Linked DNA regions of Sus scrofa: region 1 is linked to region 2. Evidence: chromatin contacts called from public Hi-C data. All regions are on one chromosome and are shown on one strand. Each heading gives the region's core, a stretch centred on a gene start, on an enhancer-like site or on the middle of the called end of the contact. The rest is flanking DNA. Distances are from core to core; before and after follow the strand shown. Region 1 has its middle 5.2 kb from the start of MMP19. Region 2 holds the start of LOC106510300 (basic proline-rich protein-like).

Evidence for each region. Hi-C and Micro-C count contacts between places; a contact is called where the count stands out from the background.
Region 1: a contact with region 2 is called in a Hi-C map of liver, with 2.5 times the contacts expected there. The contact joins the enhancer-like site here to the promoter of LOC106510300 in region 2. A contact is called at or near these places in 3 of 47 Hi-C or Micro-C datasets (embryonic fibroblasts, liver and skeletal muscle) and 2 of 2 datasets of contacts at active chromatin or transcription factors (alveolar macrophages and skeletal muscle).

Annotation. Positions count from the first base shown.
Region 1 is chr5:21,289,026-21,293,318 of Sscrofa11.1, forward strand. No RefSeq gene overlaps it. Among named protein-coding and RNA genes, the nearest start is that of MMP19, 5.2 kb to the left of the region's middle. Within about 2 kb of position 2,141, at least 43 of the 83 cell types and tissues checked have an H3K27ac peak or open chromatin away from gene starts, as enhancers often do. A contact at or near this core is called in alveolar macrophages, embryonic fibroblasts, liver and 1 more, where this site is marked.
Region 2 is chr5:21,172,019-21,176,319 of Sscrofa11.1, forward strand. It overlaps LOC106510300 (basic proline-rich protein-like), which reads left to right and starts at 3,044. Exons shown (of 2, transcript XM_013997622.1): 1 at 3,044-3,352; 2 at 3,421-3,831. The coding sequence starts at 3,044. The coding sequence ends at 3,831. CD63 (CD63 antigen) reads right to left here and starts at 4,207. Exons shown (of 8, transcript XM_005663878.2): 1 at 3,655-4,207; 2 at 2,980-3,056; 3 at 1,811-1,999; 4 at 1,569-1,643; 5 at 1,371-1,466; 6 at 1,122-1,259; 7 at 569-652; 8 at 257-414. The coding sequence starts at 3,045. The coding sequence ends at 349. It overlaps LOC102162669 (a long non-coding RNA gene), which reads left to right and starts at 3,875. Exons shown (of 2, transcript XR_303407.3): 1 at 3,875-3,993.

The DNA.
Region 1 (4,293 bases), core at 891-3,390, 120 kb after region 2:
GGATGGCACCGCTTTTTTTTTTTTTTTTTTTTTGGCCACACTCTCGGTGGCACATGGAAGTTCCCAGGCCAGGGATCGAATCTGAGCCGCAGCTGTGGCCACACCAAATCCTTAACCCACAACACTGGGCTGGGGATCCAACCTGCATCTCTGCAGAGACCAGAGCTGCTACAGTTGGATTCTTAACCCACTGCGTCATAGCCCACAGTGGGAACTCCGGAGCCACTTTTAGATACTAAGGAGCCAAGGAGAGATCAGAGTGAAACAGTAAAATCTGCCAAATAACTCATTTCGTTTAAATCTCCGCAACAACATCCCTGTGGGCTGGCGTTCTCACCTTCTCCAGAAAAGGAAACTGAGTCTCTAATAGGTTGCTTCAGGTCACAGAGCTAAGGAAGCAGCAGAGCCTCAGACTCAAGCTCTGATCTTTGCCGTCTCCAAAGAGTTGCCGCAGGAACCCAAACAAACCCCTTGAGCCAGGAGCTGCAGGCCGGGCATGTATGCAAGACTGCATGACTAACTGTTCCCATAACGGCATCATGACCACCCCTTCCGCCAGCCCCCCTGAGCCGGGCTGACCCAACTCTTTTTTCCTCTGAATTTGTCATCTCTCACTGGGGGAGATATGGGAATGTGTGTGAAGGGTTAGGACATGTGGTCTGTCTGCCCCAGAAAGAGAACATGAGTCGAGAGAAAGATCTCCTGGGTTCTTTGGCTGGCTTACTCCCTGGAAACTGGTTTCCCTCTCTGCTCACACATTGTGACAGAACGGTTTGTATAGAAAGATTCTTAATTAAAATATTTTAGGAGTTCCCTTGCGACACAGTGGGTTAAAAGGATCCAGTGATATCACAGCTGTGGGTCAGGTTCCATCCCTGGCCTGGGAACTTCCACATGCCAAGAATGCAGCCAAAATATTAATAATAATAATAATAATAATAATATAATATATTTCTGGAGTTCCTGATCTGGTGGCTTGGGTCACTGAGGAGGCAAGGGATTGATCCCTGGCCCATTTCAGTGGGTTAAGGGATCAGGTGTAGTTCGCAGCCACAGCTCAGATTCAATCCCTGGCTTTGTTAACGTCCATGTGCCATGGGAGTGGCCTTAAAAAATAAAAAAAAAAAAATAAAGATTTTAACAGTAGCAGCAGGGAGCAGGTAAGACTCTGAGAGTTATGTTTGTTTATTTTTGGTTTTGTTTTTTCATTTTTGGCTGCCCTGAAGCATATAGAGCTCCTGGGCCAGCGATCAGATCCTTAACCCGCTGTGCCAGGCCGGGGATCAAACCTGCATCCCAGCACTCCCAGTCACCAATCCTGGTGCACCACAGTGGGAGCTCCACTGTGAGTACTTTCTGATGATCTGGGTCTGTGGGGCTGTGGGTGGAAGGCAAAGGTTGGTAGGAGGTCTCTAAGTTCAGGAGAAGCCGATCTCTAAACCATCTCCCACCCTCCTCTGACAGCCATCCTGAATGAGTGAATGGGTGGCCTGAATGGGGTGGCCTGGGGGGCTAGTCATCCTAAAATAGAAAGGGCAAGTCTGGGGCCTGAAGTAGGAAATCAGAGGTGAGAAAATGAAAGGTGGGAGTTCCCGTCATGGCTCAGTGGTTAACGAATCCGACTAGGAACCATGAGGTTGTGGGTTCCATCCCTGCCCTTGCTCAGTGGGTTAATGATCCGGCGTTGCTGTGAGCTGTGGTGTAGGTTGCAGACACGGCTTGGATCCCATGTTGCTGTGGCTCTAGCGTAGGCCGGCGGCTACAGCTCCGATTTGACCCCTAGCCTGGGAACCTCCATATGCCACGGGAGTGGCCCAAGAAATGGCAAAAACGGCAAACAAACAAACAAACAAAAAAAAAAAAAATGAAAGGTGTAGCCAAGTTAGAAGTAGCCTAGACCCTGCTCCTGACCTAGAGAAATGCAGGAGAAATGCGGTCTTAGCCTCTGGCCTGTTTTCCGTTCAGAGCCCAGAGGGAGTCAGGAGAGAGGGAACGCACCCTGGTAGAATGGGATTGAGTTCAAGCCGCCAAGCTGTTACCTTGGAAACCTCTGTTTTTAAGAGGACCCCCCCAACACACACACACACTCCTTTCATTAGTCATGAGTTCCTAGAAGCCAAATAGGACTAGTGGCCAGGATTGTGCACAGCTGGAATGAGTTAGTAACCAGGAAGTGGGAGGGGTTTGGGATGGCTCAGGCCTGGGCCAGCATAATCTGTTCCCAGGATGTCCCAAATTTCCTCAATCCCTATTACAAACACTTGTTAGCATTCCCTCCCACCCAGTGCTCCTTGAACGCGCACCCCATCTGGGACTGGCCTGAACTGGCTTGGTTGAGAGGACATCAGACTCAAATCCTTAAGTTCTTCAGATCCTGTCACAGTGTTGGGGAGACCAAGTTTTTTGTTTTGGCTTTTTAGGGCCACACTCATGGCATATAGAGGTTCCCAGGCTAGGGGTACAATAGGAGCTGCAGCTGCCAGCCTATGCCACAGCCACAGCAATGCCAAATCCAAGCCACATACGTCTGCAACCTACACCACAGCTCACGGCAACACCGGATCCTGAACCTCCTGAGCCAGGCCAGGGATGGAACGTGCATCCTCATGTATACTAGTCAGGTTCATTAACCGCTGAGCCACAACAGGAACTTCCAAGGGAAGACCAAGGTCTGCTCCCCTTCTCCAATTCAGACAAAGGTGTTATCCCATAGAACGACCCTGGAGATGCTGGAGGCTTCTGCTGATGGCGCCATTACCTGGCACAGTGCTGAGGGATGCATGAAGAGATAATGTCTTGGAGTTCCCTCGGTAGCGCAGTGGTTAACGAATCTGATTAGGAACCATGAGGTTGAGGGTTCGATCCCTGGCCTCGCTCAGTGGGTTAAGGATCCAGCATTGCCATGAGCTGTGGTGTAGTTCGCAGACGCAGCTCGGATCCTGCGTTGCTCTGGCTCTGGTGTAGGCCGGTGCCTACAGCTCCGATTAGACCCCTAGCCTGGGAACCTCCATATGCCGTGATGTGGCCCTAGAAAAGATTAAAAAAAGAAAAAAAAAAAAGAGAGAGAGAGATAACATCTAGCCTCTGGATGAAGGAGAGGAGTAGAGGAATAAGGAGTTTAACTGTTCTTTTAGCATCTGGGATGATAGGGAAATGATGGTAACAAAAGGATTTTTGCGCCTTTCTGGGAACGACAACATTTCCCCCCTTTTTTTTCTTTCTTTCCTTTTTTTAAAAAAACTCAGTGAATCTTCTTATATTTATAGTTGCGCAACCATCATCACAATCCAGTTTTACATTTCCAGAGTTCCCTGGTTGCTCAGTGGGTAAAGGATCTGGCATTGTCACTGCAGCGGCTCGTGTTGCTGCTGTGGCGTGAGTTCAGTCCCTGGCCCAGGAACTTCCACATGCTGCAGGTGTGGCCAAACAAAGAAAAACACAAAACAAAACAAAAAACCCCCACATTTCCATCCCCAAATCCTTTTACTTAATAAAAACCAAACTGATCAGAGTTCCCTTGTGATGCAGCAGGTTAAGCATCTGGTGTTGTTACTGAAGGGGCTCAGGTCCCTGCTGGGGTGCCGTTTCCATCCCTGGACTGGAAACTTCCACGAGCCACAGGCCTGGTGGGGGAAAAAAAAAACAACCAAAAACCCAAACTGAGCTTTATTGCTTTTCTCAAGCAAATTGGGATGTGAGGGAGAACTTTGGCCTCCTGTCTAAATTCTATGACCCCAGGAAACAGATCTACCCTAATGTTTGGGGACTAGCATAGCCTGGAAAATCTATGTTTGGCTCACTTTAGTGTTGGCAAAAGTGTTTGTTAGGGGCTTGGCAAGGGACAGAGTTTGGCACTGACTTCCCCTTTTGAAGAGGGTAGAAACCAGATGGGGGAGGGGAACCTTGGGAAAGACCCAAATTTCACTGTTTTCTGTCAAGCCAGCTACTGTGGAGAAGGCTGTTGGGGTGAGAAGGCTGCCCTTGATGGGGGAAGCATCTAGGGAGAGGGTTCTCTGCATCCCCTCCTTTGCCTCTCACTGGCTTAAGAAGGATAGTGGGTGTTCCCCAGTGTAGTTCTGTTTTTGTTTTTTAGGGACTTCATTAATTACATAATGGAGGAAGCATCGACACTGGACAAGCATATCCTGCACAGAGTGAGGGAAAAAGAGCTAAAGGATTTTAAAGTGACAGAGGGGCACGATTCCAGTTTGAGTTGGAGCTGCAGGCAGTTTTGGCATAATGAGCACTGCCTCTTAGCTGTGAAAGAAATTTCTGAAAAGGGAAATAGGAAAC
Region 2 (4,301 bases), core at 1,794-4,293:
GAATCCTTTAGCACTGAGCCTGGCAGCACTAGACTAGGAGACAGGGAGGGCAGCGGACTTTAGCCCCCTCGGGATCCCCACTTGCACTGGCAGCCCCACCAACACTTTCAGCAAAGTCCTCCTTTCCCAACACCCCCAAGAGGGGCCTGACTTTCCCAAAGGTGCTAACAGAACAAGGTCCCAAAGGACAGGAACACAGATCAGGAGAGGGAAGGAATAAGGTATCACTCTTGAAGACAAACAGACACGCTCTCTCTTTTCGGTCTGAAAAAATAATCCGTTTAATTGAAAAACCTGGAGTATACTAGCCCACTCTCCTGGATGAGGGGGCTGAAGAGACCAGACCCCCTACATCACCTCGTAGCCACTTCGGATGCTCTTCACAAGGCAGCAAGCAAAGACAATACCCAGGACCTAGAAGGAAAGTTAGAGGTGGGGGTGAAGAGGAGCCAGAGAGGCGAGGGACCCCAGACCCAGCCCAGAGACCCCAGACACAACCAGACCAGTACCTCCAGCTCTGCATCCTCCCACTGCCCCATGTTCCCAGATACCCACGGGCACCTCTCACCTCCACAAAGGCAATGCCCAGGGCTGCTGCAGCTGCCACCAGCACATTGCTCCTCAGCCAGCTCCCAATCTTTTCCACACAGCCCTGAAGAAGGGGCAAGCACACAAGACAAGAACCCTATCAGAAACTTCCCTAACAAGGAGATGCTGCTGAATAGCATTGAGAACTATGTCTAGATACTCATGTTGCAACAGAAGAAAGAGTGGGGGAAAAACTGTAATTGCAATGTATACATGTAAGGATAACCTGACCCCCTTGCTGTACAGTGGGAAAATAAAAAAAATAAATAAATAAATAAATAAAGAGCTAGCACAAAAGACAGTAGGTAAAAGATTAAAAAAAAAAAGAAAAAGAAACTTCCCTAGACCGGCTATCTCTTCCCCACCCTCTGTACCTTTCACCCCACCCCTGGCACTGCCAGGTTCCCTCCCCATCCCTGACCCTCAATCCCCAAGGGCCCCGACCCTCTCCACCTCCAGCCCTGGTCCCTCTGGCCCCCCTCAAACATATGCCAGGTTCCCCACGTCCACTACTATCTCAGCCTCCTCCCTACCTCATTATGAATCTCCTTCACGTTGAAATTAACTCCACAGTGCTGAGTGACATTGACACAGCAGGAGTCCGGGACTCGCTTGGGTGACAGCAGGATCTTCTCCCAGTCTGTGTAGTTAGCTGCCCCGCAGCACTTAAACTAGGGGAGAGGAAAGACACAGGGAAAAGGCTGCTAAGTGAGCCCCCATCTTCACCATGGAGATGAGCACCTTCTTACCCCATTCCTCCTGCTCCCAGCAACCCCACTCACATCTTCCTGCATCCTGTCCAGGATCAATGCTGTGTGGTTGTTTTTTGGATAATTCTGCATCTGCTGCTGGAAGTCCTTATTAAATTCTGCCTTCACCTGGGAGTAGAGAGGAGCTGTGTTGAAGCCAGAATTCGGGGCACCTGGGTCCCAGAGTAGCCGGGCCTCTGAGACGAGGCCCTCCCCTTAGTCCCTGCTTACCTTGTCTCTAAACACATAGCCAGCAATGGCGGCTGCCACCTCCACCAGCATGATAAGGGACAGGAAGATGGCAAACTGCGGGCGCAAAGGACGAGAGTCAGGTTTGGCGTCTGGGCAAGGGGGGCCTGCCATTCTCAGGAACATTCACAGAAGTTTCCTTCACCCACCCACCCTCCCAAGCCCTCTCCAGAGGAACGCCCTTCCAGGAGGGCCAGGCCCCGTGCTGGCCCACCGCCACTCACTGTGACCATAAGACAGTAGTTCTCCTTGCAGGTCCCACAGCAGCCCACAAAGGCCACCAGGAAGAGGAAGGCACCCACTGCGATGATGACCACAGGCAACAGGGAGCCAGGGGTGGCCCCCTGGGTAATGGTCTGATTTAGCACGAGCTGGACCCAGATCCCCACGGCGATCAGTCCCACGGCACAGGCCTGCGGGGAGGACAGAGCAGGACTGAGAGGCCGCACAACCCATCAGCCCTCCAAGGTGGAGGGCGCGATGGACCCGGGACACAGACCAGAACCCCACTCCAGAGACGGATTCTCACACCTCCAGGGGACCTAACTGTGGGGGAGAAGGGTGAGCCATCCTTGCCAGGGAGGGCTGGGAAACTGTTCAAGGCTCTCAGAGAAGGCAGTCAGAAGGAACCACACCTTCCACAACCCGCTCCTCACCAAGGCAAAAAGAGAAGTTCCCAGAAAGCCTTGACCCCAGGGCACAAATTCCCAACAAAGAGAAGTGCTTCCTGTGAGCCTCTTCCTATGGGCCTCCAGGGCTCCCAGAACTGCCCTCTCACTGTCCTCCAGTGCCCACCACATCCTCACCAGCTGTGACTAGGGTTCCTGGGGCCCACTAGGGTTCCTCAGGACTCGGGTTCCTCAGGCCCACTAGGCCAGGGAGGAGAAGGGAGGAGGAAGCGGGGTAAGGGTGACCTGCCCCTCCCTGGACAAACAATCCTCTCTCAAGCCGGGGGCCCAGGGCAGGAGCCATCTAGGTGGACAGAGCCCTCTCCAACCCCCAAGCAGGAAGGAGGGGGTATGAGGGAATGGAGAGGAAGGGGGGGTGGAGGGTGCGGAGGGGCACCCCGTGGTGATAGCATCAAGCCGTTGGCGGGTTGCCCCACTGCCCCATATCACAAGAGGTTGGGTCACCAGACAGGAAAGGCAAGGAGGGATTACGGGGAGGGTGCTAGGCACCCAGGCCGGCCATTCTCGATCCCAAACAGTCTCAAAGATCCCTGCTTTGAGCTGGAGGAGGCGATGGCCGCGCTGCCCTCGGCCGTTAGCCGGGAGTTCCTTCCACATCTGCTCTCCAGCTGCCTTCCTTCTTGACCCCTCAGCCGTCAGCACTCCCGAGCCAGTTCTCCCCGCACCCTGCCAGCGCGCCCCCATCGTCCCCGCTCCCCACTCACGCAAAAGGCCAGCAGAAGAACGTAGAGCAAGAACTTGACACATCTCATTCCTCCTTCCACCGCCATGGCTGCCTGGCCTGGGGCACAGGGGAGGGCAGGGGGATTAGAACCGGTCGAAGGGGTATCCGGGCTTCGGAGCGCCCTGCCGGCCCTCGAGACCTCCCCTGCGCGGCCCCCATTCCCGGCCCCTCCCACCCGGAAACCCGCGGTCAGATCCACGTCTCCCAGCCCCCTCTTCTCCCTGCAGGAGAGGGGTGGGGGCGCCCGTCGCCCAGCCCGGACCCCGCCCCGCCGCGTCCCTGGCCCCGGACTGATCCAAGGGCGCCCGCTGGGGCCAGGGCTGGACGCCCACCCTGGGCCCGCCAGCCCCCAGGTGTTAAACACCCCCTCCCCACCCAACCAGCCCCCCAAAATTGTCCTCAGCTCTAGCCCGATCCCCAGGCCACTTTCCCCTGGGCTCTGACCACCGCCAAAAATAAGTGCGTCCCGCGCTCCGCATCCCACCCCTCCCGGGCCTCCGGAACTTTCCAAAGTTGCAAAGTTGCGAGGGCCTCGGGAGCAGCGGGGGAGCGAAGCCGATCTTCAGAGGCCCGGAGCGAGGCCCTGAGCGGGGAGCGGCTGGCGATTCCCCCCAACACCCCGACGCCAGAGCCGGAGCGGGCTCCGCGGCCTCACCTGGGCTCCCCGAGGCTGTGCGCTGCACTCCCGCCGCGGCTCAGGGGCTCTCTAGCTGCGCCCCCCGGCTCCGGCCCCGCCCGGCGCGCGGCCCCGCCCCGGCTCCATCCGCAGCCCCCTCCCCCGCCGAGTAGCCGCCAGCCTCCCTCATGTGACGCGAGAACAGCTGCGGCCTGAGTCACCCGGCCTGCAGGAGGAAGGCCGAGACCCCGGCCGGGTCAAGGCCACGTGGCCCCTGCCTGGAAGACGGCGCCCACCCCCCGCAAAGGGAGGGCACCAAGGGCAAGACCCCGGGGTGCCTGGGTTCTCCTGGCTTCCCCAGCCCCGTGCCAACTCGGGGTAGGAGAGGGGGACCAGGCGCCGCCTGCTTTTCTTTGGCTCAGGCAAACGGGGGAGACGTGTGAGAGCTAAAGGAGGGATGAGCGGCCCAGAGGAACCCTCTGTGCACCCAGCCCGGGCGGCGGAGCTGAGGCGAGGGGACAAGATGGTCTTCAAGAGGCCTCCTCATCCTCCACCCAGAGCCCACTCCCTTCCTCTCGCTCCAACTCTGTTCCAGCCCCTCACCCCTTCCCCGAGTCAGTAGAGGGCGCTGTTGGGTCCCTGGGATAGGGTGGGTCGCGAATAAACACTTTTAGAAAGTCCCTGGC